Regions from separate parts of the Nomascus leucogenys genome. Here region 1 is linked to region 2. Evidence: chromatin contacts called from public Hi-C data. All regions are on one chromosome and are shown on one strand. Each heading gives the region's core, a stretch centred on a gene start, on an enhancer-like site or on the middle of the called end of the contact. The rest is flanking DNA. Distances are from core to core; before and after follow the strand shown.

Region 1 (5,700 bases), core at 297-2,796, 97 kb before region 2:
AAATTTGGATTTCAGGTGAACAGTTAATAACTTTCCAGTTTAAGTATGGTTTCATGCAATATTTGAGGCATATTTGTATTTTTAAAATTATTCATTACCTGAAATTCAAATTTAGCCGAGATTGCATATTTTTATTTGCTAAATCTGCCAGGCATATCCACCAGCTCTACATGATGCCCCCCGTTACCTCCTTGACCTCATTTCCCACGATCTCCCCCTTATTCACTCCACTCCCCCACACTGGCCTCCTCACTTTCTTCCAGTGCATAGCTCCTCACTTTGGGCTCATGCCTTGGCTCTTCTTCCTCCAGCATCTGCATCTTCTCAAAGAGGTAATTTCTAAAATGACTTCTCAACCCTGTGCTCCCAACGCCCCTCATCCTGCTCCACTTTTTTCCATAGCGCCTGACTTCTAACATGACTCATTCTTTTTATTGTGAACTGTAGGTCTCCACCAACCAGAATCTAAACTCCACCTGGCACGTATTTTTGTCCATTTCATGCATTATCATATCCCAAGAGGCTAGAACAATAACGCCTCGGTACACAATAAATGTTTGTTTATTGTGAATGATTTCAAAGGCTTTTGCTCCTTTCCATTGCGTTACATATTCCCTCTGTTTCAACTTATGATAAATATCTGAACAAACTGAGAATGCACAGCCTGGAGAGGAGATTACGGGCAGAGGTGGAGAATGTGCTCACACCTCAGCTGGAGTGGTCCTTTTGTTGTGGGACGGTCTGGTTCAAGGCACAGACCTGTCCACAGCTCTCTGCCCAGGCAATTGCCATGTTCCCCACACCCTCAGTATTGCCCTGTATTTAACAACAACAAAAAAGTGTGTATTTTCTATGTGCCAGGTCCTGTGCTGACCTCCAAGAATACAAGGATAAACAAGATAATGCTACCTAGGAGGACCAGGCAATGAGCTTGAGGTTCTTGCCTGACTGATAAAATGAAAAAGAATTGGGCCTGACTGGCCAGAATCACCGCAAGAGCCACAAGCCCTTATATCCTATCATCTCCCCCCAGGTTATTTCCTACTTTGGTAACCCCCAAGAGAAAACCAAAGTGACTATTAAGCAGGAGCAGTGAGAAGAACATCTGCTGTAACCTCTCTATGACCCCAATGCAGTAGCTCAGCAGAGATGAATTAAAGCGCAGGAAGCTTGTTGGCGTCAGTCTCGATTGACGCCAACAGGAAGGTGGAGCAGAGAAGCAGATTTGCTACTGAAAAATCATTTCCCCTGGAAAGTCCCAGGAGAAAAAAAAAATCATTACAGCTGGTATAATAATGTTTACTCAACAGCCTTGTGTAAATTTTTGACCCACCTTATTTCTGCACTATTAGGGTCTGGAATTACTGATTAAAGATATTATTATGTTGGTGCAAAAGTAATTGTGGTTTTTGCTATTACTTTCAATGACAAAAACCTCAATTACTTTTGCACTAGCCTAATACCATCTTAATATGCAATTGCTAGCTGGAGAAGTCTAGGGCAGGTTACAGAGGTATAGTATTAACATGGCTAAAACACACACAATAGAAAATGGGGAAAGAAGTATCTTGAGGGGAGGATGGTTTGCAATGCCCTTTTCTCTTCTCCCTTTCCCCTTTCATTCCAGGTGGGCCTCCAGTATGTCCCTAGTCACCAGATTACAGAGCTGTCATTTTCTAATTCATTGAAAATTTACTGGGGGCCTGTTTGACACAGGCTGTGTCACTTCCTGTCTCCAGGGTATTAAATTGACTAAAAGAGCTCATCCTTTACTAAAGAGGGTAGCAACTGTGCACCCTAGTGCGCAACTGTGACCAGCCATAGAGGGGTAAGAAGTCGGCCCTGGCATTAACTAAATGCCCACAGCAAGAGCTTGTTCTTTCTTCTTGTAAAAAATGACCAGATGCTAGAACTCAGGACACCTTGGATGACACCCAATATTCTAGAAGAAAATCATAGATAGACCTGGCAGATCTCATCAGGCAGAGCTGGCCTGGCAAAACTGGGAAGTGAGCCCTACTGATCCTCAACATTCTCCAATGTTCATTTTCAGCTCTTTTCCCTCTGACCATTATTTGGTTCTGCCCCATGAGTGGCCACAAAGTCCCCCTGCCCTGCCCTCCCTTATTACAATCCACCCAAGGACCTTGCTAGGTGACACTGACCCATTCCACATTTTAGAGTCTGAAATTATTCCTCAGTCTTCCCAGCACTTTGGGAGGCTGAGGCAGGCGGATCACGAGGTCGGGAGTTCGAAACCAGCCTAGCCAATATGGTGAAACCCTGTCTCTACTAAAAAATACAAAAATTAGCTGGGTGTGGTGGCGCATGCCTGTAGTCCCAGCTACTCAGGAGGCTGAGGCAGGAGAACCGCTTGAACTCAGGAGGCGGAGGTTGCAGTGAGCCGAGATCGCGCCTGGAGTGCAGTGCAGTAAACATTATTATCCCAGCTGTAAGCGAGTGAGACTCCGTCTCAAAAAACAAAACAAATACCCAGGAAATATTGCTATCTAGCAAGGGAATGTGACAAAACCAATTGAAAAGGAATAAACTAGTGACTATAATAGTTTAGATAACTTCCTGGAGTGCTTGCCTTTTGGAGAGGCAATAAATAAGAAAATGAGGCTCCGAATGACCAGGACCAAATAGAACCTTCTTAGATTCTATTCTATTTCTCAAAGTAATATGAGAATTAACTAAAATCTTGAGATTTTTGCCAAGGAGAAAACATTACATTGACCCTTCTAGTAAATGAGACAACTGCACTTCTTAATCCTCCCTTTTCCAGACAAATACCAGTCAGTAGGTCCCTCATTTCTAACTCCTCATATATGGCAATAGGACATGGCATTTTTAAACTATGAAAAGATGTTAAATTTCATCACTTTAACAATGTATAATTTAATCACATATAAAATGAAAGATGGTTGTTAGAGTTCTTCCAGGATAAGTCTCTAGCTTCTCACAAATTTAAAGGATCCATTTTAAACTTATGAAGAGGCTGTAAGAAGAGACACTAGAACCAAATGTGAACAGACATCTAGACAATTGATTCTGGATGGCTAAAGCTCAACTTCTTCATTTAATGAACAAATACTTGTTGAGGACTTACCGTGTGCCAGGCATCAGGCTCAATGCTGAAGATGAAAGACTGTTCCTGTCTTCAGGGATCTCACAGTTTGGTGGGACAGGGCAGAAGAAACTTAAAATAAGCAACTACGACAGGCTGGGATAAGTGCCATTATAGAGCACATACAGGGAACATTGGGAGCACAGAACACTTCACTCACTCTAGGGTTGGAGAGAAGGGTATATTGGAGGAAGATTTCTCAAAAAAACCTGTGCTGGATTTTAAAGGTCATATACCTGTCTCTAGTTTTAGTGTATGGAAGGTATTTCCAAAGCACATAAATGGTATTTCAAAAGCACAAAAGAAAAAAAGGAAATGTGGGAGATATTATTCCAGTTGGTTGGGGAAAAAAGTAAAAAATAAGTTAAAGGGGCCAGGCACAGTGGCTCCTGCCTGTAATCCCAACACGTTGGGAGGCTGAGGCAGGCAGATCACTTGAGGTCAGGAGTTCGAGACCAGCCTGGCCAACATGGTAAAACCCCGTCTCTACTAAAAATACAAAAATTAGCTGGGTGTAGTGGCGCGTGCCTGTAATCCCAGCTATTCCAGTGGCTGAGGCACGAGAATCGCTTGAACCTGTGAGGCAGAGGTTGAAGTGAGCCGAAATCTTGCCTGCATTCCAGCCTTGGTGACAGAGTGAGACTCTGTCTCGAAAAATAAAATAAAATAAAATAAGTTAAAGAAAAATTTCCCAAAACTTGTAGATGAAAGATGATTATATAACTTTTTATGTCATGCTAACAACATTTTCTAATGAGCCTACTTTATTTACACAACTGATCATGCATGACTCAAACATTTTACAAGTCTGTAAAATTTATAAGGTGATTTTTGTTTCTACCAATGTAAAGACGACCCATGGATTATATCTTGTTTATATTGGTAGAAAAGGTTCTTTACATTGGTTAAGAAAAAGGGGGGTGGGTGGGTATAATTTTCCCATAGGACAATTTGTAACTAGCAAATTTATTGCAGAATTCCTTTTTTCCCCCTCATTATAAAAATCTCAGTTTCTCAAACTCTCTGGAACCTACTTGGCCATCCTGCTGGTTTCATCATTAAAGAGTTAAAAAAAACTTTGAAATGAGCTCACCATTTTTTTGTATAAGGATTAGGTTTTTAAATTCACATGGAAACTTGAGGGGCTCTGAACAGCCAAAAATATCTTGAAAAAGAAGGACAAAGTTGGAAGTCTCATTTCCAGATTTTAAACCTACTACAGAGCTACAGTAATCAAAATAGTGTGGGACTAGCGTAAAGAAATACATATAGACCAATGAATAGAATAGAGATGGCAGAAATAAACGTCCAATTATATGGTGATTGAATCTTCAACAAGGGTGCCAAGACCATCTAATGGGGAAAGGACAGTCTTTTCAACATATGGTGCTGGGAAAACTGAATATCCACATGCAAAAATATGGAGTTGGTCTCTTGCCTTATACCATATACAAATGCACCTCAAAATAGATCAAAGGCCTAAACATAATGCCTAAAATTATAAAACTGCTAGAAAAAAAATGTAGTGGGAAAGCTTCATAACATTCAGTTTGACAATGGTTTTTGGATATGACACCAAATGCACAGGCAACAAATGTAAACAGATAAATTGGACTATCCCCAAATTTGAAACTCTGTCAAAGGACACAACCAATAGAATGAAAAGGCAACCTACAAAATGGGAAAAATATTTGGATCTTGCAAAAGATTAGTAACCACACACATACATACACACACACATAGCCAGGTAGCTATCTGCCACATTTTTTTACCCATTCATCTGTTGATGGACACTTAGGTTATCTCCATATCTTAATATTTTTGTCTTTTAGTCTTCATACTTAAGATATAAGTGGTTTATTTACCCCAATTACAGTATTAAAATTTTCTGAATTTATCTGTTTTCTTTCTTTTACCAGGGAGTTTAATACCTTCAGGTGTTGTTTTTTTTTTTTAATCTCAAAAAAAGGTACTTTATTGATGGTGGCTTGTGTTATTATCATCATTATTATGACCCCTTTCAATGTATATATATATTTATTATTATACTTTAAGTTCTAAGGTATATGTGCACAACGTGCAGGTTTGTTACATATGTATACATGTGCCATGTTAGTGTGCTGCACCCATTAACTCGTCATTTACATTAGGTGTTTTCTTATTTCACAACTGCATCTATTTCTTTCAGGTTGAGGAACTCCCTTTAGCATTTCTTGTAAGGCAGGTCTGATGTAGATTAATTCCCTCAGTTTTTGTTTGTCTGGAAAAGTCTCTCTCCATCCTATTTGAAGGATAGCTTTACGGGGTACAGTATTCTTGGTTGGCGGTATTTTCCCTTCAGCACTTTGAATATAGTATCCCATGTCTCCTGGCTTGCAGAGTTTCTGCGGAGAAATCTGCTGAAAGCTGTATTGGGACTCCATGGAATGTGATATGTTTCCTTTTTCTAACTGTTTTGAGTGTTCTTTTTTTGTCTTTGATTTTTACTAATTTGATTATGATGTGCCTTGAGGAATTCCTGTGTTTTCAATATGATTGGTGACCTCTGAGATTCCTATACCTGGATGCTG
Region 2 (5,666 bases), core at 1,719-4,218:
CAAAACTCCCGAAACTCCATCTCAAAAAAAAAAAAAAATGCCTAATAATCATGAGTAATGAAACACTCTGACCGCATTGTTTTTCTCCTTTCTTCCAGTTTCTCTCCGCTCAAGCTGGAAGCACCTGAGGTGGGCCCCACACGTCCCTCTGCTGCTACGCCGCCCTGTTCTCTCTTCCCTACCACCCGCCCAGGAGCTGCTGTTTTACCACTGGCCAGGATTGAAATTCGGGGTTCTTACTGGTTAGAGAGCTTGGAGAAACTTAAAACTGGCTCTTGCTTTTGGAAATGTTTTTGTGGGCCCTCCTGGGGTTCCCTGCTGGGCTGGACCCCTCTCTTCCGAAGTTCCCTTCACCCACTCAAGCACTGCATCTCTCTTCCAGGAGTCTTTTGCAACCCCTTGCTCAACCTCTGGGCATCTGGAGGCCGCCTGCAGCCTCTTCAGTTCAGGTCTTCTCCCTGTTGACACTTACACAATATTGACTCAAGACAGCCAGCCCCAGAGCTCTCCTCTCGTGGGATACATAGCTCAGCAACACCTCTCACCATGGAAATCTCCTCAGCAAACCTTCACCAATTTATGGTCCTATCCGTATTTTATAAAGTGGGTGAAAGCATCCGCGGATCCTGAGACGGATGTTCTTACATTCCCATTGTACAGTCTGTGCACAGCCAGGGGCAGAGGGCCCTGCCCCAGGCTCACTTTCGCCTTCTGATTTCTATCCTTTGCCCTGTCAGAACTCGTGCAGGAAGAGCCCCACTGTGATACCCAGTCACGTTAAACTCTACGTCACAGGTTAATGTGAGTGAGAACATCTTGGAGAAAAGAAAGCCTAAGTGCCCAGAATGTCCAAGGCAGGAGCTGGGAGAGTGTAGGAAGGCCGAGATCTAGGAGGGAGGTGATACGGGGACAGGGCTGCTGTGTCACGCAATCACTCTGCCTCCTTCTCAGCTTTCCCCAGGGCTCTGCCCCCGAGAGCTGCTGGGCTCAGACAGCCCCATTCCGTGAAGCATCATGCTAATGTCTGTCCTTTGACCTCCAGCTTCTGGCCGAGGGTGAGAACCTGGAGGTGGTTCGCCCTGTCCCCTTGGAAGGTGGCTCTGTGGATGTGGTTAGTGGCTGGGTTTCCTCCCCAATACGAACGTCCCTCACCCAGGGGGGCCTTTCCTCCTCTGAGCCGGGGCTGAGCATCGCCCCACAGGGCATCCCTCCTCTCCCTCCTTCTCTCAGTGTAGGGTCCAGACTCTTCCGAATAATGTTGAGTGGTTATTTAAAGATCAACACTGCCCTGGCCGGGCGCGGTGGCTCAAGCCTGTAATCCCAGCACTTTGGGAGGCCAAGGCGGGAGGATGATTTAAGGTTAAGAGTTTGAGACCAGCCTGGCCAACGTGGTGAAACCCCATCTCTACTAAAAACACAAAATAGCTGGGCATGGTGGCACGTGCCTGTAGTACCAGCTACTTAGGAGGCTGAGGCAGGAGAATAGCTTGAACCCGGGAGGCCGAGGTTGCAGTGGTACTCCACCCTGAGTGACAGAGCAAGACTCTGTCTCAAAAAAAAAAAAAAAAAAAAAGATCAATCAACACTGTCCTGGGTTAGATTGATTGGTTAAATGAATAAACAAATGAAAGAATGTAAAGAAACCCCCAAAAATTAGCCTACCCTGGATTCCTGGATGTCTCGGGAGGACCCTGCCTCCCCTTCCACCATCAGCACAGCAGCCTGAACTTGCCCATCTGGCTGTCCAGTCGCCATCTTTGGCCTGATAGAAGTCAGGGTATTGGAGTAGGGGAAGGAAGCGTGCAGCCCGGGCACTGGGAAAAATAGGCCCGGGAAACGGTGGGGAAGGGGCTGGGAAAGTGGTATGTTAAGAGCAGGGTCAGTCATGCAGGCAACAAGGACGCATCCACTGGGCACGGATCCAAATCCTCCAGTGGAGCAGGAGAAAGCCAGCCGAACACCCTGCCCCACTCACTGTCACCTCCCAGACACGTGCCCAGCATCCTGCCACTGCCCTGGGCACAGGCTTTCAGCAGCAGCACAGAGGGAAGGAGACAAAGCTGGAATAGGTGTAACCTTACAGGTCTGTTCTTGGGTTCTTAGGCTGGAGCCTCGGAAACCAAGGCAGCTGTGGGGGTTTACCTCAAGAAGCAAACCCCTGGAGAGACTTCCACTCTAGAGGCGTGGGGTCACAACTGGGGGCCAGCAGGAGCCTGTCTGTCCTCAGCCTCCCTGTCCAGCTCTCATGGGCCTTCCCTTCTCTTCTCTGGCAGGGACTGATGCCCTTGGCCATGATGCACCCCCAACTGCTGCCTGCTCAGGGGTAGCCCGTGTGACTGAGTCACCGCTGCTCCAGCTGTTTCACGTAAGTGTAAGGCATGGGCCACTCCCTTTTCCCCTGGGAGAGGGTGTCTGGGCCACCAGTGGGGAAGGAGCTTCAGCAAGTCCTGGTCACAGAGGGAAGGCCCTTAGTATTCTTTAGTGGGTAGCAGGCTTGTCCTCTTTGGCTACCCCCATTCCCTGACTTGGCCACCACTGAGTCATTCTGCCCCAGACCTGCTGAGACCTAGGTGGGAACATAGGGACCTCTTTGTCCTGTCCTCAGGACACCTCAGTAGGCAGCTGGTGTGTTAGAAACTCCACAGCAGTGGCGTGTGGACCCTGACTCAGACACTTGTTATGCTATGACTTTAGGCAAATGACTTAATGGTCTCGCTTCTCCTCCAGCATTGCTGGGGCTTTTGTGAGATTCAAGAATGTATTCGTTATCTTTTGCTGCATCACAAACTACCACAAACTCAGCAGCTTAAAACAACACACAGTGATTCTCAGTTTCTGTGGGTCAGGAGTCCAGATGTGGCTGGTTGACCCGCTGCCTCAAGGTCTCAGCTGGGGTTGTCAATTCATCCCAAAGGTCAACTGGAGAAGGATCCACTTCATCTCTCATGTATGTGGCTGTTCAGTTCCTTTTGGGAGGCTGGATTGAGGGCCTCAGTCCCCAGCCAGGAATTGGCCAGAGGCCACCCTCGGTTTCTTCCCCAACATGGCAACTTTCAGTATCAAAACTATCAGAGAGAATGGCTAGCAAGAGAATAGTCTGAATCTTATATAGTCTATTCACAGAAGTGACATCCCATTACCCATGCTGTTTTCTATTGGTTAAAGCAAGTCACAGGCCACACCCATACTCAGGGGAGGGGAGTACACAAGGGCATAACTGCCAGGAGGCAGTGACCACTTGAGCCATCTCAGAGCCCGCCCGCCATAAGAGAGCATAAATGGAGCACTTTGTAAACTGTAGGCTGCTGTTTGGGTGTAAGGAGTTATTGCCAGCATTTGCATCTAGTTACAAAGAGACAATGAGCCCTCCTGAAATCGTAGAGAGCCACTGAATATGGGAATTTAAATGCTAAACTGTACCATTAGTACAGAAATTAGCCGGGCGTGGTAGCACGCGCCTTTGGTCCCAGCTACTTGGGAGGCTGAGGTGGGAGGATCGCGTGGGCCCTGGAGGTCGAGGCTACAGTGAGCCGAGATTGCAGCACTGCACTCCATCCTGGGCGACAGAGCAAGACCCTGTCTCAAAAAAATATTTTTCTGCATTAGTATTGGGCCTTCAGGGAAACTGGTTGAGAGTTGATTAGTTCATCTCACACCCTGTACATGTCCCTTTCTGGCTTATGATTTTAAGGCCAGACCTAAACAGCCACAACATGTCGAGGCCCCCCCAAAACCATGTTTGTGGGGTCTTTTCTAGTTTACAAAGAGCTCTCACACCCATCCCCCTCGTTCCTCGCAGTCACGCTTGAGAACTCAGAGGAAGAGAGGCGATCCTTGGTTACCATTCCTCACAATCCTACTGGCGAGGGAGACGTGAGAGGAATGTGAGAGCTGAGTGTTTTGTTCATCTTTGCTTTACAAGTGAGAAGGAAGGTCATTTTCCAATATGGGGTAGCTGCTCAGTGGCACAGGTGATCCTCGAACCTGGGCCTTGAGAACCCCAGCTCTGCCCACAGTGCCATGCCCCCGATGTCCAGGCCATTGCTGTGCGCAGCCTGTGTGGTCCTGAAAGAGGGGTGGCCCAGCACAGGGGCAGGGAGGAGGGAGGGCACTGTTCTTATATGGCTTCTCCATAATTCCCTGTCTCCTAAAACAGGCTGGGCACATCCTGGAACACTAGTCCAAGCCTGTCTGTGGGGTGGATCACTGCTGCCTCCCCAGCTTCAGGTCACTCCTAGACCTCTCTGTCCATAAGCAGCCCTCAGCGATGAATATGCAGGGAAGTGGTGGGGGGATGAAGTGGTGCTGTAGTGAAAGTGCCTAAGCCTTCCCCACGCTGAGATTCATCTGACCCCGCCTCCAGATGCCCCAAGAAACCCCTGAAGCATGGCCCACCATGCACCTGGGCAAAATCAAAGTGGTCTGCCAACAGTGACGCTGAAGTCTGCAGATGGGATTGAGCTGAGAGGGACAGCTTGCTGCCCCCTGGTGGTCTGTCAGAGTCATAACTGCCAGGGCTGTGACAAGCTAAACAGTGAGCTTTTATTAAGTACCCGGCATGTGTCAGGCATGGTGTATAAGGCTGCAGGGGATAGGAGACCGGGTAAGACACAACCCCTGATCCCAGAGGACTTAAAATATAGTGGAGGAGTCAAGATGTTCCCACATGAAAAGTTGACTCTCATCCCACCAAGCGGGATTTGAAGAGCAAACCATGAAGGGCATTGCAATAGGAGCCCAGAAGTGAGAGAGCTTCGGGGCTGGGGCAATCAGGGGAGGCTTCTCAGAACCTTGAAGGATGGGCAGGATTTAAATAGACGGAAAAAGAAAGACCACACGCTCCCCTGTCAAAAGCCCCCTCAGGAAACCCCCAGGGTCTCCAGGAGAGTTCATCTGGATTCCTTGCCCGGGTTGCAGCCTCTCCAGCCGCATGCCTGCCCTGGCCTGTCCCAGCCTCGCCAGATCCCCCGCAGTTCCTGGAACTGTTTTCTTCAAACCCCTGAACTGTTCATTCTGCCCTCCCCACCTTGTCTACTGGATAAGCTTTCACGCAGCTTTTAGGATTCAGCTCAATACAACACCTGCAGTGGAGCATCGCCCCCCAGTCAGTAGCTGCCCCACTCTGGGTTCCGCAGCTCTGGTCTGCAATTCTGTGGCTGCGAGTCTCACACTGTATCATAAGGTTTGCGCCATATTTTTTCATCACTAGGCAATAAACTGCTTAAGAACTGTAGGACTGTGGCTCACACTTGTAATCCCAGCACTTTGGGAGGCCAAGGCAGGTGGATCACCCACCTTGGTGGGTGGTCAGGAGTTTGAGACCAGCCTGGCCAACATGGTGAAACCCCGTTTCTACTGAAAATACAAAAATTAGCCCGGTGTGGGGTTGCATGTCTGTAATCCCAGCTACTTGGGAGGCTGAGGCATGAGAATCACTTGAACCCAGCAGGCAGAGGTTGCAGTGGGCCAAGATTGTGCCACTGCACTCCAGACTGGGGGACAGAGTGAGACTCTTGTCTCCAAAAAAAAGAACAGTGGGACTGCATGATGGGGCAGCGGATCACGTAGGCAGAAGAAAGGGAGGTGAGGAGGGAAAGATAAATAGGGTGAGTGTGCAGGAACGTGGGGGATGGCAATGCCTTTGAAGCTGTCTCTAAAAGTTTATG

The links. Hi-C and Micro-C count contacts between places; a contact is called where the count stands out from the background.
Region 1: a contact with region 2 is called in a Hi-C map of a lymphoblastoid cell line, with 8 times the contacts expected there. The contact joins two enhancer-like sites. A contact is called at or near these places in 4 of 4 Hi-C or Micro-C datasets (a lymphoblastoid cell line and an unstated tissue).

Annotation. Positions count from the first base shown.
Region 1 is chr12:22,032,772-22,038,471 of Asia_NLE_v1, reverse strand. No RefSeq gene overlaps it. Among named protein-coding and RNA genes, the nearest start is that of FAM163A, 32 kb to the right of the region's middle. Within about 2 kb of position 1,546, the one cell type or tissue checked has an H3K27ac peak away from gene starts, as active enhancers do. A contact at or near this core is called in a lymphoblastoid cell line, where this site is marked.
Region 2 is chr12:21,937,138-21,942,803 of Asia_NLE_v1, reverse strand. It overlaps FAM163A (protein FAM163A), which reads left to right. Exons shown (of 5, transcript XM_012511036.2): 2 at 2,274-2,365. Among named protein-coding and RNA genes, the nearest start is that of FAM163A, 64 kb to the left of the region's middle. Within about 2 kb of position 2,968, the one cell type or tissue checked has an H3K27ac peak away from gene starts, as active enhancers do. A contact at or near this core is called in a lymphoblastoid cell line, where this site is marked.